Linked DNA regions of Mus musculus: region 1 is linked to region 2. Evidence: chromatin contacts called from public Hi-C data. All regions are on one chromosome and are shown on one strand. Each heading gives the region's core, a stretch centred on a gene start, on an enhancer-like site or on the middle of the called end of the contact. The rest is flanking DNA. Distances are from core to core; before and after follow the strand shown.

Region 1 (2,904 bases), core at 5-2,504, 100 kb before region 2:
AGACGGGCCAGTAGAAACAGCCCCAGGGTCAAGCTGGGCTCTCAGAAGCCTATACAGTAGCTCTGGGCCCAGCAGGTGGCCCTAGAGCCTGTTTCTTATCTGGAAACTGGTCAGGTTACCAGCACCCTCTAGCGGGCTGCAGACAGCTAACGCGCGGTTCCGTTTCTGGAAACAGTTTATCCACTGAGTTATCCTTTGTGTTCTCATTTGGTTGGGCTTGGCTCCGTGCCTTTCTATTAAACTTTCAAATGGTGCTCTTTAATAGAAACCCGCCCAAACATTTAAGATGGCCTGCGCTTTCCAAAGAACAGTAAGGAGTTCAGAGAGGACCGGGCTGATTCCTTGAGTAAACCCAGCTCTTCATAAGGCTGAGGCAGGAGAATCAGATATTTTAATTGGAGTTTGAGGTCAGCCTGTGGTACACAGTGACTACCTGTCTCAAAAACAATTAATGAAATTAAAAGTAAAAATGCTTGTTGCAACTGGAAGTCGGATGAATTGACTAGACCATTAAAAGAAAAGAGGAAGACTCCTCCAGCATACTAGGACAGCTGTGATCCTGCCCATACCATCCTGGTCACCAAAGAAGGGCTCCCTCCAGAGACAGAATTTGCTAAAATTCCAGAGTCGGGCTGGCAAAATTCAGCTCTACTGCCCTCTTGCCTGGAGAACAGGGCCAACAGATCATTAATTAGCTACAAGTAATGCCTAATTAAGTACTGGTTCCTCAAGTGTGTAGGGCACAGATTTTCATGGAAGACAGGTCTGGCTGAGGCTAAATCAAAATGACGCATATAAGTGGCCTCTCTCAATGTTAGTTATTGGGCCAGGGCTCAACCAGTGTTGGCTGTCAATCCGCAGGGTTGACATCCCTTAAGCTGCCTCTCCTTCACGCTTGCATACTCACACAGAAGAACGCCCAGAACAGGTTCTCAAAGCAGCTCGTGGCCAACATTCAACAGCGAAAGGCGTAGAGCTATGCACCACTAACTGCGGCGCCTCGACTTTGGAAAAGTCCCGTCGTTAGACCGCTGAACGTTAAACTGCGCATCCCGAGTTCAAATCTCCTTGCCTTCCCTTTGATCTTGGGCCACAAGCAAGCCCTCCGCATCCGCATCTGGAAAACCCAAGGCTGGCTGAAATTCAGAAGCTGAGTGGCGCGGGGTGATCCGGGCGCGCGCACGTGGAGGGGTTGCCACGCGACCCGAGGGCGCGTAGGGGGTTGCCACGTGACGGGGTGGGGAGGAGCACGTGAGAGGTCACAGCCTGCCCTAACGGTGAGTGCGCTAGGCCTGGCAGGCTCGGTTGGGCCCCCGAGAAGGTCCCTCCTCTCGACTGTCCCTGCTGACCTGGCCCCCCACCACCGTGGTCTCCTGCTCCAGCTTCTTGTGCCCCATCTTCTGAGGCTGCCTCGGAGGTTCCTTCCCGTGCCACGGCTTCCTGTGGCTGCTCTTCAGGTTCTTGAGTCCAGGGCTCCCATGAGTAGGCCTCCATCACAGCCCGCGGGGTAGGACCAAAAGCTGCCTTTTACCGGTAAGTTCCTCCGGGACCACAATTTCCTCACCCGTGAGTGATCCGGGCCTGGGAGGCCATGTTAGCGCGGTTGCCTGCATCCTTCTGTTTTCCTGCATCTGGCTCAGGGTTAGCCCTCACTGGTAGGCCAAGCCCCACCCACCCCTCCATGTTGTCAGGTCAGCCCACATGAACAGAATCCCACAGCCCTGTTCTGCCGAGCATGCTGTACGCCAAGGCCTGGCGTGATGGTTTCTTTTTGGGGTGGTGTGGCCTGTCCTGTTTTGTTTCTTAATGTTTCCCGGGGCATAAAAATGAGTTGTTGTCTTTCCGGAACCATCGGCTGTTCTCAGACCCGGCTTATGCTTAGTTTGATAGATGTAAGAGTTTTACAACGCTGGGGTCTGCTTAATTTTTCTTAGAGAATGACACTCCGATCTTCAAGTCTTTCAGCTTGTGAGCTGGGGCCTCCCTGCCACTGCCCTCGCTAGCATCCCTAGCCAATAAATATTTGTTTAAAAGAAGACATAGAGCATGCTCCTGGGAGCAAAGCATATTGCTGCAGCAGTATTAGGGAACTCGAGGCAGCTATAATTTTCCACGTTCATCATGACTGTTTGGACATTGATGCTCAAAGCGCTTTGGAGTTTCTATATTTAGTATAGAAAATAGTATATTCTTATTTTCCAAGGATCTGTTCTTATTTTCGTTTCCATAAAGCCAAGAAAAAAGAAAGATAGAAAGGTGGGAGGTCACGTGTTGAAAGCACACCATGAGACCGAGATGGAGAGTGGAGAGAGTCTTGGCTATGTGTGATTTGGGAAAAGCACTAACTCGGGAGAGCATGGTGGCCCTCCTGCTGGCCATGTTGGCCCTCCTGCTGGCCATGGTGCACACTAACCAGGGGACCTGAGGCCTCTCTGTTAGACCTTCATCTCCTGTGTTCTAGCCTGGACACCTAACAACTCCTCTTTCTGATTCTAAGATGTGTGTTTATTCACATGGAGACAGCGCTGAACTTGGGTCCCATAATTGCCTTCCCTTTGTCATCTTGTCTTAGCAGCTTGAAAGTCACCGGTGTCCTTGAAATCATTAGCATCTCTGTCAGCTGCGTTGTTGATTGAGTGATTTTAGGTTTCTGATTTGGAGACTCAGGGAGAAAGAGTGAGCTGCTATCAGACTGGATTCCAAGATCCTTGGACTGACTTCTTTGGAAATGTTTATGTAGTCAAGAAATGTGAGCCAAAGGATAGGTTCTGAAAATAGGCATGTATAATGTGTGTGTGTGTACATGTTCTTTTGTGGATAGAGAAATGCCTTGGAGTGAAAGGTATTTAAAGCAGCCAAACTTAGCTGCCCAGCAAGCAGCAGTCCCAGTCCTTGGGTCTCAGA
Region 2 (2,713 bases), core at 107-2,606:
CCACACTGTCGGGAGGGGGAGCCTATCATTCTATGGGCAGCTGGCCTCAGGGATAGCAGCAGAGTAGTGCCCAGATGCCAAGGCACTTCCTAAGGGCAGCCAGCAGGGCTAGGGGAGGTAGGTGGGAGTCCCCCAGACTAGAGACAGGTTCTCCCCAGCCCAGCCGGGCACAGTGCAGGTGGAACAGGTTTGGGAGGAAACCAGGAGTTTGTTTCTTATACCAGCCTCTTGCAACACAGAAACAAGGCAAACCATTTGTTAAAATAAGTATTGTGTGTGCATGGAGGTCAGAGGACAGCATGCAGGAGGCCACGCTGGTCTCCTTCCACGTGCTGCATGCAGGGATCGAACTCAAGTTACTCAGGCTTGGCAGCAAGCACCTCTACCCTCTGAGCTGTCGTGTTTGGAGACTTGCTATGAAGCCATTTGCTCTTGAATTTGAGATCCTCCTGCATCTGCTTCATAAGTGCGTGCCACCATGGCTGGCAACAAACTACTTTGGTCAAATGTTTTGTTTTGTTTTGTTTTAATTTTGAGATAGAGTTTCTCTATGTAATCCTAGCTGTCCTGGAACTTGCTGTGTAGACCTCAAACTCAAAGGTCTGCCCGCCCTCCTTCTGTCTTCCAAGTGCTGGAATTAGAGGCACGTGCCACCACATCCAGCCCCAAACCATGTCTTGAAATTTGGAAAACAAGGGCTTTGAATGGGATACAAAAGTTTGAATCTCCTAGGAAACGGTTAATTAATGTCCTAACCTGCTATTTAGCCATTCACTTGTCTAATGAATACTTAATAAGCATCGGCCATGTGCCAGGCATGGTGCTTGGCCCCGTGGACACTGCAGGAGAAGCCAATGCTGACAGTCCTGACCTCATAGCCAGGGAGGGCCTGATAAGACACTAAGCACATGAATTCTATGCCTGGTGGAGAGTAAGTGGTGCTATAGAAAAAAAAAAAAAACAACAACAACAACAAAACTGCAGGACAGGGGACAGCAGGGGCATAAGCGCAGGTGGTGTAGGCTGTGGGTTAGATGTGACAGTGGACTAGGACCAAGGAGGGGGCAGTCCTGCACTGTCAGTATCTGCACTGAAGCCAGATAAGGGCTCAGGCTCCAGAGAGTAACAGCAGGTCACTTTGGACCTCCTAGTGCCTCACAGCCACCTCTCCTGTGCAAATTGGAGCTACTGCCAGGATTTGAGAGCAAGAGCCACATGCTGTTGTAGACAATTGCTTTGCCAGGATCTCTTCTGCCTCTTCCTGCCAGGAGGAAGGCCAGTGGAGGCCTGTCCTGGGAGATGTTCACGGCTTCCCCTGCCTGAGGTGTCTGCCCTAATGGGCTGAGCGTTTGCTGAGTCGGCACTCTACAGTGGCGGTGGGGGTGGGGTGGAGACAAGGTTGGTCTGGTCCTGACCCTCCCTCTACAGGACTTTTAGGGACCAGAAAATCCCTAATCCCTGAGAGAGGGTGGTACGTGGGGGCGGAGCGATTCGGGAAACAAAAGCGAATCTGAGACCAGATTGCAAGAGTGCACCGAAGCACCACCAAGCTGCTTTCCTGGAGCGAGAAGAAAAACACAACCCTGAGCAAGTGCTCGGCCTGCTCTCCGTGCCAGCCCTGCCCCCAACTGCCTAGAGCAGGGAGGGTCCTAGCTCTGATAAAGCAGGCCTTCAGTCACTCTGGGGGTGTGGATTTGGAAGCAGGGCGGGGCAGCTCTGTGCTTGCACAGCTGTGAGCCTCCAGCGTGCTAAAGACCAGGGCTGTTTTGAAAATTATCCCCAGACTTAGAAGGCGGGCGCAAGGCAATGCTGCTTCCAGTGCAGCTTCAGATGGAAGCTATATCTGCCTAGACCTTCCCCTCTTTTTTTGCTGCCTCCTTTCTGCTTTGCAGAGAAGGCCTGGCCTCCTTCCAGGAGCCAAAGCCAGCCTGACTCCTAGCCCCTCACCTGCCTCCTCCCTGCCCAGCTGTTCTCCGGGGCTTCCAAGGTTGGAGGGCAGCTGCAGTGCAGAGCAGGTGCTGGCGGTGAGTCACAGGAGGAAGCCAGGTGCGCTGTGCCACCCCACCCGGCTGGGCAAGCCAGGAGTTGGGCTGGGGGCTCAGCTCTCTGGCCTGTAGCCACACTGCACCTGCTGGATCTAAGCAGTCTGTCCTCTTGCTACCCTGTTGTTGCTCCTTCATCCGCATCCTCCCCCTCCCCCAGTCCATGGGTTGCACATGGATGCCTTAGAGGGATGAGGACTGGGGCCTGCCTGCCTCTACCCAGCCGTGGCCCAGCATCTGGGCAGCCCTTGTTGGGACCCTGTCTAGACTTCCCAAACCCATGTTTGGGGTGACTAGAGGGAGGGGCTAGCTGCTGGTTCACTAGAAGGGGTTGGGCTGTGTCTTCAAAGCTAAGCAGGAGGTGGGGTGCTTGATAGATTCACACATGACCATATCCCCATGTAGACATTATGGGGAGTCTCCATCTAAACAGACCAACTGAGAGGGTGTTTCCAAGACTGAGAATATAGATGATGGATGAGAGTGAATTATTGGTCATTTTGTTAGACAAGAAAATAGTACAGTGTTTTAGGAAATGAAACAGAGAGCTGGGCCAGGCACACATCCCTGGCACTCAGAAGGCTGAGGTGGAAAGATGGCTGGACATTTGAGGCCAGCCTAGTGTACGTAGGAAGTACCAGGCCAGCCAGGAACCATGGCAGGCAGGTCCC

Evidence for each region. A called contact is a pair of places that touch in the nucleus more often than the background predicts.
Region 1: a contact with region 2 is called in a Hi-C map of bone marrow-derived macrophages, with 31 read pairs. The contact joins the promoter of Fam178b here to the enhancer-like site in region 2. A contact is called at or near these places in 1 of 39 promoter capture datasets (neural stem cells), 2 of 484 Hi-C or Micro-C datasets (bone marrow-derived macrophages and uterus), 8 of 115 datasets of contacts at active chromatin or transcription factors (the SCID.adh cell line, craniofacial prominence, embryonic stem cells and 3 more) and 3 of 9 other capture datasets (adipose tissue, liver and pancreatic islet).

What each region holds. Positions count from the first base shown.
Region 1 is chr1:36,681,497-36,684,400 of GRCm38.p6, reverse strand. Fam178b (family with sequence similarity 178, member B) reads left to right here and starts at 1,254. Exons shown (of 16, transcript NM_001372417.1): 1 at 1,254-1,533.
Region 2 is chr1:36,579,529-36,582,241 of GRCm38.p6, reverse strand. The region is part of intron 12 of Fam178b (family with sequence similarity 178, member B); the gene reads left to right. Among named protein-coding and RNA genes, the nearest start is that of Sema4c, 23 kb to the right of the region's middle. Within about 2 kb of position 1,356, at least 205 of the 459 cell types and tissues checked have an H3K27ac peak or open chromatin away from gene starts, as enhancers often do. A contact at or near this core is called in the SCID.adh cell line, adipose tissue, bone marrow-derived macrophages and 8 more, where this site is marked.